4 separate regions of the Mus musculus genome follow, and all the other regions are linked to region 3. The links are chromatin contacts, called in public Hi-C and Micro-C maps. All regions are on one chromosome and are shown on one strand. The core of a region is the stretch at or near the end of the contact, and the rest is flanking DNA. Distances in the headings are between cores, read along the strand shown.

Region 1 (3,449 bases), core at 946-3,445, 310 kb after region 3:
TTCATGAATTTCCCAGGAGGGTTTCAGCACTGCCTGGATACTGGTCATTCTGCCTCCACACTTGCCTGCTCCATTAGCTTGCTACTCTTATTTCGTTTTTTTCTCTCTCTCTCACTGGACTCCACCTAGGCGGAACTAAGGATCCTAGATACACTCGCAAAGAACTAAATTAGATACTTAACACTGGGTCATCACTCCTGGCTTGAAGAAGATGGACGGCTCTGATAGGCCTTTTGGCAAGCTCATGCTAACCCTTTCTGAGACCTGGGCACAGGCATGGGTCTCCCCCAGGGAGAAAAAGCCTCACAGAAACCCAGGGGCGGCTGCAGCCACTCTGGGTGTGTCTACTTCCCCAGGTCTACCCACTAGGGACGTGCCTCCTACATCCTTGCTCTATACTAAGTTTATGAATAAAAACTAGCAAGGTTCAGAAGCACTGACTCCGCAGTCTTTCTTACCCCACCTCCCTTTTCTGTTTACAGATGAGAGAAAACTTCGGGGAGGGGGGGACGTGACTCTGTCTGGGTTTGCCACAGAACATTAGTGGCAGAGCCCAATTTAGCCGCCCTCGACTTTCCATTCTGTTGCCTGGCAACGGAGTTCAGTAGAGCTCAGCGGCCAACCCTGGCCCCTACCCCCGCACCCTTTCTCTGCCCCCAGGAGCTTGGACAGCATTGATTGAAGGGTCAACCTTTTGGGACAATGGCCAAGGGCATGAGAGCGCAGGCACTGGGTGGATTACCCCAATTGCGCTGGAATCTCGCCCCATACTGACGCAAGCCCCGCCTGGCGGGGATTGGCACACCTTCCAAGGTCCTGGTGGGACCTTCCTCAGCCACCGAAGCCCTCCTTCCTCAACACCTGTGAATCTCTCTAAAGCATTCAGATCAGGTTCTCGGAGTTCTCAACTGCTGGGGGATTCCCTGACGGTCACTATGGGTAAAGCGGCACTCCGAACGTCCAGGGGGCAATGGAGGACAGTTCAGAGGGGAAAGAGTGCAGAGGACCTTATTCTTAGGAACCTTGGCCAAACTCATTTGCGTTGAAGTGGCCCGAGCTCGTCAGAAATAAGAATACAGGGAAAAGTGCCCCATGTTCCCCGAAAAAGACAACCTCTGCGGGCACCTCTGCGTGTTCCAGCTCCTCCCATTGCAGCGGAGCGCAGGCGAGCACTCGGCCGCGCAGGTGTCCGGAGCACCAGCTGTCCCACATCCCCGCCGCGCGCGCACGCGCGCGCTCCTCCACCTCTTCCCACCACCTGAGCCCAGGAGACTGCAAAGGAGGGATCTACCCTCCGCGCGATGCTACCCCCAAAATCCTTACCCAGGTTCACAAAGCTCATGACCATGTCCGCGTCGTTGAGGAAAGCGCTGTCCTGCGCGCTAGTCAGTGGGGACGCACCGCCACCGGGTCCCGGGGCCAGGAGACTCTTGCGGTTCAAGGAGTGTGCAGCGCCGGGAGACGGCTGCCTGAGCTGGGACGAGCTGGCCCCTCCGTGGGACCCAGGCTCTTGCCCCACACCCTCCGATGCCCCATCCTCTTCGTCGTCATTGGACAGGGCGTTGTAGAGATCCAGCATGAAGAGTGGAGCGGACTTCAGCCGCCCTGGAGGGGGCTCCTCGCGGGCCGTCTGCTGCTGCTGCTGCTGCTGCTGCTGCTGTGGCGGGAGCACCGGGGGCTGAGGCTGCTGGAGACCGTGCAGGGGCCGCGGCCTGTGCGGGAGCCCCAGCACCGACAGGATCTCCTTTTGCATCTCCCGCTTCTCGTGGGTCTTGAGCCGCCGATAGAGGAAGCCCGAAGAAGAGGACTGTGGCGGTGGCTGCTCAGCGCGCACCGGGCTCCCGCCGGCTCCCAGCAGCTGCCCCCCGGCGGCGGCCGCGGCTACCGGCAGAGGGGGCCGCAGTGGCGGGGGGCCGCAGCTGCACAGCAACCCCCACCACCAGCACAGCCACTGCGCCCTCCGCCCCAGCCCGGGCATCGCCGCCCAGCCCGGCTGCCCCCGCGGGGCCCGCGAGGCGTCGAGCGGCGGAGCGAGGCCGGAGCGCGGAGGCTGTGGCCCTCGGAGTGGGCAGCCCCCGCCACCTCTCGGCGGGCTCTCTTCCCGGTCCTGGCACTCAGTCCTTATCTCTCATGGTCATCCGCGGCGCCCCCAGAAGCCCGGGTGGAGAAGAGACGACGGGGCGACGGCCAGGATCCTCCACTCTCCCGCAGGTCTCTGGAGGCGCACGGGCTGAGTGAGCCAGGTGTGTCCTAGGCAGGACTGCGCTGCAGCCGGCGTCCCCGGGCGGGTCACGGCACGGTCACTCGCAGTCTGCACACGTGCGCTGCCCTGAACCCTCAGAGGCGGCTGGCCGAGGGGGGCCGGAGACGACAGATCAAGAGGTGGAGGCGATGCCGGGCACCATCCCCTCGCACGCCTCTCCTGGCTTGTAGGACAGTCGTGAAGTTTACTCCCCTGTGGGTCCCAGGCTGTGGCGTCCCTGCGTCCTAAAAAGCCAATTTTCTCCGCGCGGTTTTAACTTCCCTCTGGTCCGAAACTCAGCGCCCCTCCGCCTTCGGGCACCGTCTCTCCCCCTCGGAATCTCCGCGCGCCTCCCCAAGTGGAGGCGGCCACGATCTAGCTTTCCTCTCGGCAGTCTCTCGGGTGCCCGGAGGATCCCGCTCTCCGAGGCGATGAGAGAGACGAGGAGCGGAACTCGGAACGCAGGCTGCGGCGTCGGCTCGGGGATTCGCAGTCTCCCGCCTCTGCGCACTGCGCTCCCGGCCGCCGCCAACGTGGGCTTTCTGCTGCGCGTCTCGCTCAGGTACCGCACTCAAGCCCAGGAACGCCCTGCCCTACTCGGTAACGGACAGGCTACCAGCCAATGGAGAGGTGACTCTTGCGGGCTATTTACATAGGCCCACCCCCTTCTTTCACCCTCCCTTCTCCCAGGGCCTTGCCTCTGCCTAGCGAGCGTAGGTTTCTAGCACACAGAATTCTTGGAGGCATCAGGAGTTGCTTGGGCGGGTAAGAAAGGCAAAGAGGTCATTGCTAGGAAGACAGATCCGATCACGACCCCGATCTAAACTTTCTTCTTCCTCTGCTAAATAAAAGCAAACACAGCTATTTAATCCATGCCGTTACCGAAGGAGAAAATAGTATGACAGTTTTCTCCTTCTCTGCTCAGTTTCTCTTATTGATGGAATGTAGGCGTTTAGCAGACACGTGGCTCTCAAAGGCAGCTGCTGTAAGTTAAGACACACCCTGCGAGGAAGCTGCTCACACACTAGCTGCAAAGAGGGCAGGACAAGCCAAACCAGAGTCCTGGAGGTTTCCAGTCGGATATTTCAATTTATTTCTTCGTTTGGGCTGCATTTGAGTTCTTAAACTACAACCCAAACGAAAGGGGTTACGATCTGCTAGTGTTACGAGGAAAGCCTTCCCCATCCTCTTGCTAGTCTCTCAATGC
Region 2 (3,213 bases), core at 329-2,828, 290 kb before region 3:
GTGTTTCGATGTCCATTTCATTCTCTAGATCTGTGAAATTTTCTGCTGAGGTTTTATGAGCTGCATGCCTGCCATTCTTACCTAAGTTTCTACCCACGGTGCTTAGGTTGGATTGCAGAGTTCTTGGGCTTCAAGGTAAAAACCCTTTATTGTTTTCTTTATGGGTATTGGAATGCAGGGTTTGTCTTTTGTGCTCTCCAGCCCTGAAACTCTTTCTTCCTCTTGGTCAGATTTCTTGGCAATGTTTTCCACTGTTTCTTTATTTGATTCATTGAGTTTATTTCCAAGTTTCTTTTTTTCAAAACCTCAATTTCCTTATTGATTTTCCCCCTTACCCATATTTTTCATCCATATTACTGAGAGTCAGTCTCTCTCTCTCACACACACATGCACACTTTTTTTCAATTTTTTTTTACATTGCTGACTTCATTCCAAGTCCTGTTTTTTGTCCTACAGCTTGTTTGCATATTCTTTAAGGTCACTTATTATTTTGACTAATACACTCTTGAAGTCTCATCTGACACTTTGCCATTTCAGTAATATCGTTGAATTCAATAATTGAGTGGGGTCTTTTGAAATCACACTGTGTGCTCTCTCTCTCCCTCTGTCTCTCTCCCCTCCCTCTCTCTATCTCTGTCTCTCTCTCTCTTTCTCTCTCTCTCTCTTTCTCTCTCTCTCTCTCTCTCTCTCTCTCTCTCTCTCTCTCTCTCTCTCGTGTGTGTGTGTGTGTTTTCTTTGAAGCTGTTTAACACATCTCTTGGTTTGAATATTCCTTCAGTCCTATCTGTATATCATCATATTGAGCAGCCTTTTCTTGAAGGCTCGGTCCCTACCTAGTTCCACTCAGAAAGGGGAACAAGCAAACCACATCACAGAGGATAGAACACACTTAAAGTCAATACAGCTCACACTTCACCAAGGACATAAAACAGAAAATGGCAAAACCCAGTGGCGGATTGCTGTCGTGTTAGGAAGGATTGTACTAAATGTGGAAACAATGAATGAATGAGATGAAAAGGAAGGACAATAGAAAGCAGCAAGGGTAAATAGAGGAAAGGAAAGAGGAGGAGAGTGTTACAGAACAAAACAGAAAAAGGCAAAAGATTTCAAAACCAATAAACAAAAGATTTTCCAATAATGAGAAACTTCAAAAGCAAAATTAGATAAATGTTAGGAAAGAGAGTTTTTAAAAAGGATAGGTTTATTTGTTTCCTAAAATAAGGGCAAAGTGTTGCTAAAAGGATTGGAAGAAAAACATAGGAAGTATTTAAGAAAAAGAAAATAGAAATGCTTGCTTAGTAATGAAAAATGGCTAAATAGAATTAGATGAGTGTATGAAGGAGAAAAACATGTAACTATTTTAAGTACAGTAAAGTAAAAATACTACTAAGTGTTCCCAAGAAAGAAAAGCTTGGGGGTCAGAAGGATGCAGTCACAGCCACCTCCCTGTGGGTCCTGCCTGTTTCTTGTCAGCAGAGGCAGGTGGCCTTGTGGCCTTTTGTCTTTGCTGTGGTTTGTGTGGTGGTGAACAAGTGCCTATGTTCAGTTTAGATCTTGTCTTTGTAGCAGAATCCCTGTAGTTTGTGGAGTAGGCAGACCCTCACCCCCTGTGACTCCTTACCTAGAGCCTCCTGGTGTCACTGAAATTCTGCTTGGAAGGAGTCGTCTCTTGTGTGTGCTGGGAGTGTGGCCCACACAGAGCTTTGAGATCTGTGCAGACAAAGCAATCCGTTTCTCCTTTGCTGCCCTCTTGAGTATTGATCTCCCTCTTGGAGGAATACAGCTGTGGATGTCAAGCAGCAGGGTTCTTGGCTCCCACAGCAGGCTCTCTTGTTCCCTGTTTTAAGGCCACCCCACATAGATAAGGTTTGAATAGTGAGTTTCCTCAGGGTAGTGCCAAGCCCCTGCCCTCTGGGTGGGATTCCTCTTCAACACTGACCTGTCTGCCTGAAACACCAATCTCATCAAAACCCACCACTGAATCAGAGGTTTTTTTCTGGCCTGTCTCCAGGATAGAGCTGCCTGCATCTTCACCAGGACTGACTTCCTTTTGGATGAGGCTCCTCTACCACCCCAACTCTCAACAATAGTCAGAGCTGTTTGGCTTGGCTTCATGATTGGTATACCCACTATGTTGAATAGAAACTTTTTTATGCTGCTGTTTCTTCACCAAGTCAGGAAGAGCTGGCAGCTAGGACTGAAAGTCCAAGATTACTATCCTTTTCTCTGCTGTTTGACCTTTGTGTGTGTGTGTGTGTGTGTGTGTGTGTGTGTGTGTGTGTGTGTGTGTGTGTGTGTCTGTTTGACCTTTGTGTGTGTGTGTGTGTGTGTGTGTATGTGTGTGTGTGTGTGTGTGTGTATGTGTGTGTGTGTGTGTGTGTGTGTGTGTGTGTGTCCCTCCCTCCTTTCCCTCCCATCCCTGTGAGCATCCCTTCTCCCTACAAGCCCATTTCCCACATTCTTGTCTTGGTTTAGAGACCTGTATTCCTAAATACTGAAGAGACACATTTCTTTTTGCTAAATCCAGAACTCTTATTTGAAAATATTTTCAATTAGTAATCATATAGATTTGAAAAAATACTTTGGTTTATCTTTAATGGCATATAAAACAAAGCACAGTAATCCTGTGACCATAAACAGAAGGTGGTTAGGAATGTGGGCATGGGATCTGGGAGGTAATGAAGCGTGTTCATCCTTTCATCGAGTCTAGGATGCCTATATTCATGTGTCTGTGGGACAGTTAAAAGATAATAAAGACAGTACTGACATCCCATCTTTTCTATAAATGTTTAGTGCCTTAAAACATCACAGCTTTTTTATTTTTCTACATGTAATTGTTTCAAAGTATATACTTAGGTAACTATTTAACTTTACCATTTATTCAAGATTCTTACTGGAAGAATCTAACAAATGTCTTTATAGATTTTATTTCCCAAATTGTATTGCTGGTAAATTGTTACAGCAGCTGTACTTAGGTCCTCAAGTGCAAGAATATCTGCACTGCTTTCATGCTCTAAGACTCCAAGATAACACTCGGTGATAGACTAGGAAGGGAACTAAATAGACTTCCCAGAACTACTAGGGAGGGGCTGATGATGCATTAGCTCTTGGAAAGACAGCTCCTGCCTGCTGGGGGTGAGAAGGAAGTGCCTCCCTATAAAGCCAGCCAGATGAGATATGTGAGGGCTAGCTTTACCTCAGCTTTCTAGCCAT
Region 3 (3,257 bases), core at 382-2,881:
AGCATCCAAAGACTTTTCTAGTCCAAGTCCCAAAGTCTTCCATATTCCCCCAATGTTGCGGCCGCCAGCAGCTCGCAACATGAACGGTTCGACTGAGAAGGCCACTCGAGCTGTAAGAGAGGAATCTAGACGGGGCGAAAGAAGAAACGGAGCTAAGACAAATTCATTCTGATCAAAGCTCAAATTTTATTGTTGCGACACTAGTTATAAAGGAAGGGGGAGGGGACCCAACTCCCGACGAATAATCTCTGGTCCAGTAGAAAGGTGCACCTCCGCAGGTTCTAGCAGTGGGCGTGGCAGAACGAATGAGCAGGAAGCTCCACCCCTGAACAAGCAGGTTTCAGGCTGGGGGAGGGGAGACTACACCCCAACAAACAGAATAATCAAGCCTGTCACAGCAACATCTTGGTTCCTGGTACCAGCTTCTGTCTTGGTCACTGTTCATTTGCCTATAATCACCATTTTTATTCAAACCACCACATAAGGATTCAACTTGTCTCAGTTAGAGTTTCTATTGTTGTAAAGAGACACCATGAGTTACTATTAACTTTTATAAAGAAAAACATTTAGTTAGGGCTGCCTTACGGGTTCAGAAATTTAGTCCATTATCATTACAGTGAGTCTCATGGCCCCAGGCAGGCAGACATGATGCTGAAGGAGCCAAGAGTTTTATATCTGGATCAGCAGGAGGCAAGGAAAAAAAAAAAAAAAGAATGCCACTAGGATCTGAAACCTCAAAGCCCACCCCCACTGCCACATTTTCTCTAACAAGGCCACACCTACTCCAACGAGGTCACGCCAATAGTGACACTCCCGGTGAGCATATGGAGGCTCATTTTCTTTCTTTTGGGGGGGGGGGAGAGGAGGGGTTCGAGACAGGGATTCTCTGTGTATCCCTGGCTGTCCTGGAACTCACTTTGTAGACCAGGCTGGCCTCGAACTCAGAAATCTGCCTGCCCCTGCCTCTGCCTCCCGAGTGCTGGGATTAAAGGCGTGCACCACCACGCCCGGTTGGGGGCTTATTTTCGTTCAAACAACCACAGATCTCAAGTTCCCTTGCTAGGTCACTGGCCCTTATCCTTATTTTAATTTAAGATTGTTCTATAATTTTCTTATTTGGAGAACTATTTGACGAGTTTGGGAATCAATGCTTTATATTTATAAAACAAATAATCTAAATTATTCTTCTGATCTACAATAGTTTTATAAGCATTGTAATGAATGATTCAATCTTTAAGATTCGGATACATTCAGCCAGGCAGTGGTGGTGCATGCCTTTAATCCCAGCATTTGGGAGGCAGAGGCAGGCGAATTTCTGAGTTCGAGGCTAGCCTGGTCTACAGAGTGAGTTCCAGGTTAGTCAGGGCTATACAGAGAAACCCTGTCTCAGAAAACAAAACTAAGATTCGGATACATTCTTCTGTGAAACTGTCTACACTCCGTGCTCTCCTCTGCCTACTGTGAGCAATCCACCGGACTCCGAATGTGGTTGGCCCCGCCCTTAATTACGAACCGCCCCCTGCCTTGAGCTGACTCCGCCCCTTTCGCGCAGGCGCGCTTGCCGTCCTCCCAGCCAATCGTGGGAGACATCTGTGGGGCCGGACTTCCTGCTCAATCAAGGTCCTAGCTGTGCAGGCCCCGCCTCCCTAGGAGCTGGGCCAGAAGATGGCGGCGGCCGCGGAGTTGAGGCTGCTGGAGAAGAGTCTGGGACTGAAGCCGGGGAATAAGTACAGTGCTCAGGGCGAGCGGCAGGTGAGGCGCAGCGGTAGGAAAGCAGCAGGGCGGCGGGGTGACCCGGAGCCTACGCGACCCGGCCGGGGCATCGGAATGGACTCCGCTCCCCACGTGCGTGCGGGGCGGGCCGCGTGGCTCGGTCTGGACCTCCAGGCAAATGTCACCGTCCTCCCCTCGGGGAGCAGAAAGCCAGTTCGCGGAGGCCTGGGCAGAGTCAGGGGTTCAGATCCCTGTAGGCGGCCGTTAGCCGTGCCTGGTCCTTTCATTCAGCGACCGCCTTTCCAGCGGCTGGCCGGGCGAGCGGTACAGATTCCTGGAAGCCGCCTGGCGGAGGGAACACGGAATAGGACCCTGCTCATTCTGGCGACACACCCGCTTGGATGTGCATTGTGCAGAGAATTGAGGAAGATTCCGGGTGTGGGGCAGTGGAATGCTTGGTGAGATAGAAGAATCCTGATTTCTTAGGGTGTAGAAAGTGAGTCCTTTGTAACTCATCATTTGCCGTAGAAAGATGGTACTAGAGGAAGAATGGTAGTGGGAAACCATAGAGTGTGCCTTGAACGGGATTCCAGATCTAGATGGCTTGTTCCTGTTTGGGCCCAAAGGTTTTGTTTTGTTTTGTTTTTTCCTTTAATGTCTAAATCGTAGCGGTATTGTGGGGTTCACAGTAACTTAATGTGGCACCTGGAAAGGTTAAATGACTTGCCTGCCGTAGGCTGCGAAGGCCATCCTCCCCAGAGGTGATGTGCTCTGTCCTCAGCCCAGTTTCCTTTGCACACCCTCTTTTTTGGCTTTGCCGAGACATGAGAGACAGTCTTGCTTTCAAGGCATGAGGGACAGTCACCAGCAATTAAGGGCCCAATAGGACAAGCGACAGGGGAGGAATACATTGAGGACAGTGGCACAGTGCCACAGAGGAGGTGGGATTTAAGCTTCAGTGAGAAGCTGGTGTTCAAGAGATTAGACTTGGAAGGATGTAGAAAACCAGTGAATTACTATGTAAGTTTGGGTCCAGTAAGCCACCCAAAACAGAGTAGTGCAATACAGAATAAACCCAAGTTCAGTCTTAGACCAAGTTCAGTTTGAAGTTCAGAGTTGGGTTTTAGTGCCTTGTGTAATGGAAACGTTTCACAGTGAGTCCCAGTTGAAAGTTTCTGGTTTTCTGTGAGTACAGACCAAAGACTAGAGATGAAATCACCGTGTTTCCTTAGTTGAAAACTAACCACAGTACACCAGCAGTTACGATGTGCTCAGCGAGATTCCCAATAATAATGACAAGGAACAGTCTAAGGATCCAACTGTAGGAGCAAGGTCCATTAGATTATGGTACATCAGTACATGAGGAAACTACTACTTATCCACCCGCTAGAAGTAGCTCACATCAGGACTTGGGGAGCTGAGAAAGGTGGATCACCAAGAGTTCTCGGCCAGCCTGGGCTAAGGACTCAGAACCTGCCCCCTCACCACCACCACCACCACCAACAACAACCCACCCCCAACCCTGCCAAACGTGATTGCTTTGA
Region 4 (3,483 bases), core at 517-3,016, 510 kb after region 3:
ACAGAAAACGAGTTGCAACTGGAAGGACTGTCGGATCTCTAAAACTGCTTGCAAAACAAAACGCCATCGGAGCCATTAGGTTTCTCCTCCTCCGCCTGCGGCCACTGCGCTGCGAAGTATTAAGGTAGTGGGGCGGCCGCCTCCAGAGGCGCGACCGAGGTAGGGCTGGGAAGGGGCGGGTCGCAAAAGTCTCACGGCTCACGTGGGCTTGCAGAAAGCAGCTGTGGGGACCGTGTGAAAGGATGCTCATTACCTTCTCCCACCCACCAGTGACTCCCTCGCTGTATTTACCCGACTATCCCGGGAAGAGGACCCAGCCCTTTGTGCCGTGGGTTCCTCGGCAGCTCCTAATCCTGGGCGCCACAGTGCTTTCTCCAGGGTCACCCTCTCAGCCAGAGCTGGAGCCCATTTTATACAGATCAAAGAGATGACTAATACTGAGCCCAGAGCCACAATTATTACAAAGTCTCCAGGAGACTAGGCTGATTTTTTTTTAAAGGTGCGGAGCCTCCGGTGCGATCCCGGTGACCAAGTGGCCAGAGTGGGGAAAGGGGAGCGAGCGGAACAGACCAAGTTTGCAGCCCGTGCCCAGAGGCTATCCCTACAAAGGAACCCATTTGCGTGACAGGGGACTTTCAGGCTCCGTGGAGGGTGTAACTTCCATGCAGATACCCTCGGGTGGCCAATAACCTAAGGGCCTCCGCCGCCGTCGCCCTGGGGTGACCATGAGTTGCAAGTCCTGAGTCCCTCCGAGGCCACCGGGCAGCAAAGGGAACTCCACCCCTTCACAAGTTTTATTTTTCGTTAGTTTGAAAGCTGGGTTTTGGGGCCGCAGCTCCGCCTAGCCCGACCTCCCACCTGCGGTCTGGAACAAAGGCAATCACAGCTGGGTCCACTTTGCAAGGGACAACCGGGGGTGGGGAGGAAGAGGGTACGACCAAGGAGAGACCTGCGTCCCTGCCGTCCATTGCTCCCCTACACAGTGGAGGTGGAAAAGAGCCGCTTCTAGGATAGAAGAGAGGTGAGGACCGTGGGACCCTGCGTAGGCTCACGGTAGGACTGTCGCCTGGGTCCCAGCACACACCCAAGCTCCCTGTTCTCACTGGCTAGCGCTGGGCGTAGGGACACCCGTTCCTGCGCTTCCGTGACCCGGGGCAAAGCACTTTCCTCGGCCTAGACCTGGGTTTCCTGGTTGGCCCAGGAGGCGGGCCACTACCTGACCCAAGATTTGGGACTGAGCTAGGTGGCGGCGGGCTGATACCCACCAGTAGCCGTCGGAGTTCTGGTCGTTGACGGTGCAGCGCCGGGAGTGGGAGTAGAACGTCCTGCTGGTGCCCCCGCCGCCGCCCCCGCCGCCCCCGCCGCCGCCACCGCTGTAGGTCATCTCGTAGCGCAGGTCCGGGCCGGACTCCGCGCGGGTCATGCGACCCAGCGTGTTGATCCGCGGGTGGGAGCCGCCGTTGCAGCTCATGTCTGCGGTCACTCAAGAGAGCCGCTCAGCGCCGCGGCATACGCGAGGCGTCGCCTCGGAGCACGCGAGGGACTCCGGGAGAGGAGCGCGGAACGCGGAGGACTGGCGAGGGCTCAGCGCTCCAGCAGGGCGGAGACGGGGACGGCGACTGGCTAGGCGCGGGAACCGGAGTGGAGCTGTGGCTCGGAGGGCAGCGAGGGCTCAGAGGAGCTGGGTCGCGCCTGGGTGTTGGTGTTGGTCGAGGCGGTGCGAGTCTCCTCCCCGCTGGCACCCGGCGCCCAGGCCACACCTGGTCGGCTTCTTCCCAGGGCGAGGTGCGGCTGCCTCGCCTCCCCCGCCCTCCCCCCCGCGTGTCACCGACGCCTGGGGCCGCCCTCCCCAACCTGCGGCTCCGCCCTGCGCCACCGAAGCCTGAGCAGAGGCGAGGGGCGGGGACCTGGCGACTGGATCCCCGTCGGAGGGCTGCGACCCCGCGGGACTTGCTTCAGGCTCTAGGAGCCACAGTGGCACACCTTTGGAGGATTTCCTACTCCCCCAAGAGGCGGAAATAAAGTGGCTTGGGAGGGTCACTCCATGGGACGACTCTAGTGAAATGTTGACTTTTTGCTTATCCCAGGAAACCATGCCAGCTTCTATTTAAATAGCCCCAAGAGTTCGATTTCTGTTGTGTAAAAGATAATTTAACAGAGAATCCCGAAAAGGGCTTCTCCAGAAATATTTTGTCATGAGGGACTTAGTTCAAGGCTAGACTGGGCTTCATAGCAGGACTTTGCCTGAAACAGAAACAAGACGTGGTTTTCCATTTCTCTAAAAGAATCATGAGCACGTTTGTCCCCTGTAGACTCCTGAGCCCCAACTTGGGTCCCTTTCTGCTCCCATGAAGCCTGAACAGATACCGTTCCAGATGAGTAACACATTCCACCGATTGGTTCCAAAGCCACTCCCAGTTAGCAGATGAGTGCAATTTACACCGTAGTCTCCATAAACTGACTTTAGATACAGACCCCTGTACACTAGCCATTAAAAGCTGTTTAGATAACTTGGGGTGGCGTTAAATGCTCTCTAGTAAACACCACTTAAAGATCTTGGTAATAAATATTTCTTGTCTCCCTGAATAATGTCTGTTAGCTTTCCTGTTTGTACAATGTATTTCTCAAATGTTCATGAGCTGGTTAAAGCAGCCCAAAAACTAAATACCAAACTACATTGGTATGCTGTAAAGGAGAAGAGGAGGTTTTCTAAATATGTGCCCTATCTAATTCTGCAATGACACTTCCAAGTTTTGGACACAATTTTTGACAACAGATCTTGCTTGCACGTTTGCTTCCTGATTGCCCAGAGCAGACCGACTTAAATCCAAGGAGTCAAACGCACAGTGAGATAACAGTTTACCACGGTTAGCTCAACCACCCATATCTGCCACTGTTCGACTACCATCAATTTCCTCTCGTTTCTAACAACAAACTCACCTGGCCAAAGAGCTTGTAGACAAAAGTGCTTTGTTTAGAAATAGAATCCGTATCCGCAAGTCAGCCTCCACACAAACAACCCATAGTATCCGGAAGACGTTTGGGTCGTCAGCAAATAATGCACGGAATTTGATTCGGAATGTTTTCCTTCTTATGCATCTTGTTTGTCCAGTGGATAACTATAACACACTGTATGGAAGGGCCTGTATCAGACTGTGCAAGACAACGATGACTAACGCACAGCCACGGTCCTCATAAATACTATAGTAGAACCTCAGTTTCAACCATTTGGAGATCTCCTTTCTCCAATACTGAAAAGGATGCACAGTCAACCTGGAAATTCATCTTAAATACAATCCATTCTTCTATGAAACACCTCACAGCAAGAAAGGCTCTCCTCCACCAGAGATAGCTAGCACATCTGGGTGCTCACATTGGTTAGTCCGTAGCTGGGCTGCCCGTACTCCCCCCTCCCCAGACTCACAGCTGGTCAATCTATTTACAAAGCAGGGGAAGATGGGAAAACACAGCCCACCAGATGTA

What was found. A called contact is a pair of places that touch in the nucleus more often than the background predicts.
Region 1: a contact with region 3 is called in a Hi-C map of muscle stem cells, with 5 times the contacts expected there. The contact joins the promoter of Bmp6 here to the promoter of Eef1e1 in region 3. A contact is called at or near these places in 6 of 39 promoter capture datasets (embryonic stem cells, hippocampal neurons, liver and 2 more), 6 of 484 Hi-C or Micro-C datasets (the G1E-ER4 cell line, embryonic stem cells, muscle stem cells and 2 more), 3 of 115 datasets of contacts at active chromatin or transcription factors (all in embryonic stem cells) and 2 of 9 other capture datasets (adipose tissue and liver).
Region 2: a Hi-C map of the G1E-ER4 cell line shows a contact between it and region 3, with 3 times the contacts expected there. The contact joins the enhancer-like site here to the promoter of Eef1e1 in region 3. A contact is called at or near these places in 2 of 39 promoter capture datasets (the 3T3-L1 cell line and embryonic stem cells), 8 of 484 Hi-C or Micro-C datasets (B cells, CD8 T cells, the G1E-ER4 cell line and 5 more), 2 of 115 datasets of contacts at active chromatin or transcription factors (embryonic stem cells and memory CD8 T cells) and 3 of 9 other capture datasets (adipose tissue, liver and pancreatic islet).
Region 4: a Micro-C map of embryonic stem cells shows a contact between it and region 3, with 5 times the contacts expected there. The contact joins the promoter of Dsp here to the promoter of Eef1e1 in region 3. A contact is called at or near these places in 2 of 39 promoter capture datasets (cranial neural crest and second pharyngeal arch cranial neural crest) and 1 of 484 Hi-C or Micro-C datasets (embryonic stem cells).

What each region holds. Positions count from the first base shown.
Region 1 is chr13:38,344,462-38,347,910 of GRCm38.p6, reverse strand. It overlaps Bmp6 (bone morphogenetic protein 6), which reads right to left and starts at 2,195. Exons shown (of 7, transcript NM_007556.3): 1 at 1,324-2,195. The coding sequence starts at 1,978.
Region 2 is chr13:38,946,751-38,949,963 of GRCm38.p6, reverse strand. The region is part of intron 3 of Slc35b3 (solute carrier family 35, member B3); the gene reads left to right. Among named protein-coding and RNA genes, the nearest start is that of Slc35b3, 12 kb to the left of the region's middle. Within about 2 kb of position 1,578, at least 27 of the 459 cell types and tissues checked have an H3K27ac peak or open chromatin away from gene starts, as enhancers often do. A contact at or near this core is called in CD8 T cells, the G1E-ER4 cell line, Th1 cells and 1 more, where this site is marked.
Region 3 is chr13:38,657,402-38,660,658 of GRCm38.p6, reverse strand. It overlaps Eef1e1 (eukaryotic translation elongation factor 1 epsilon 1), which reads left to right and starts at 1,631. Exons shown (of 4, transcript NM_025380.2): 1 at 1,631-1,752. The coding sequence starts at 1,666.
Region 4 is chr13:38,149,577-38,153,059 of GRCm38.p6, reverse strand. It overlaps Dsp (desmoplakin), which reads right to left and starts at 1,766. Exons shown (of 24, transcript NM_023842.2): 1 at 1,266-1,766. The coding sequence starts at 1,471.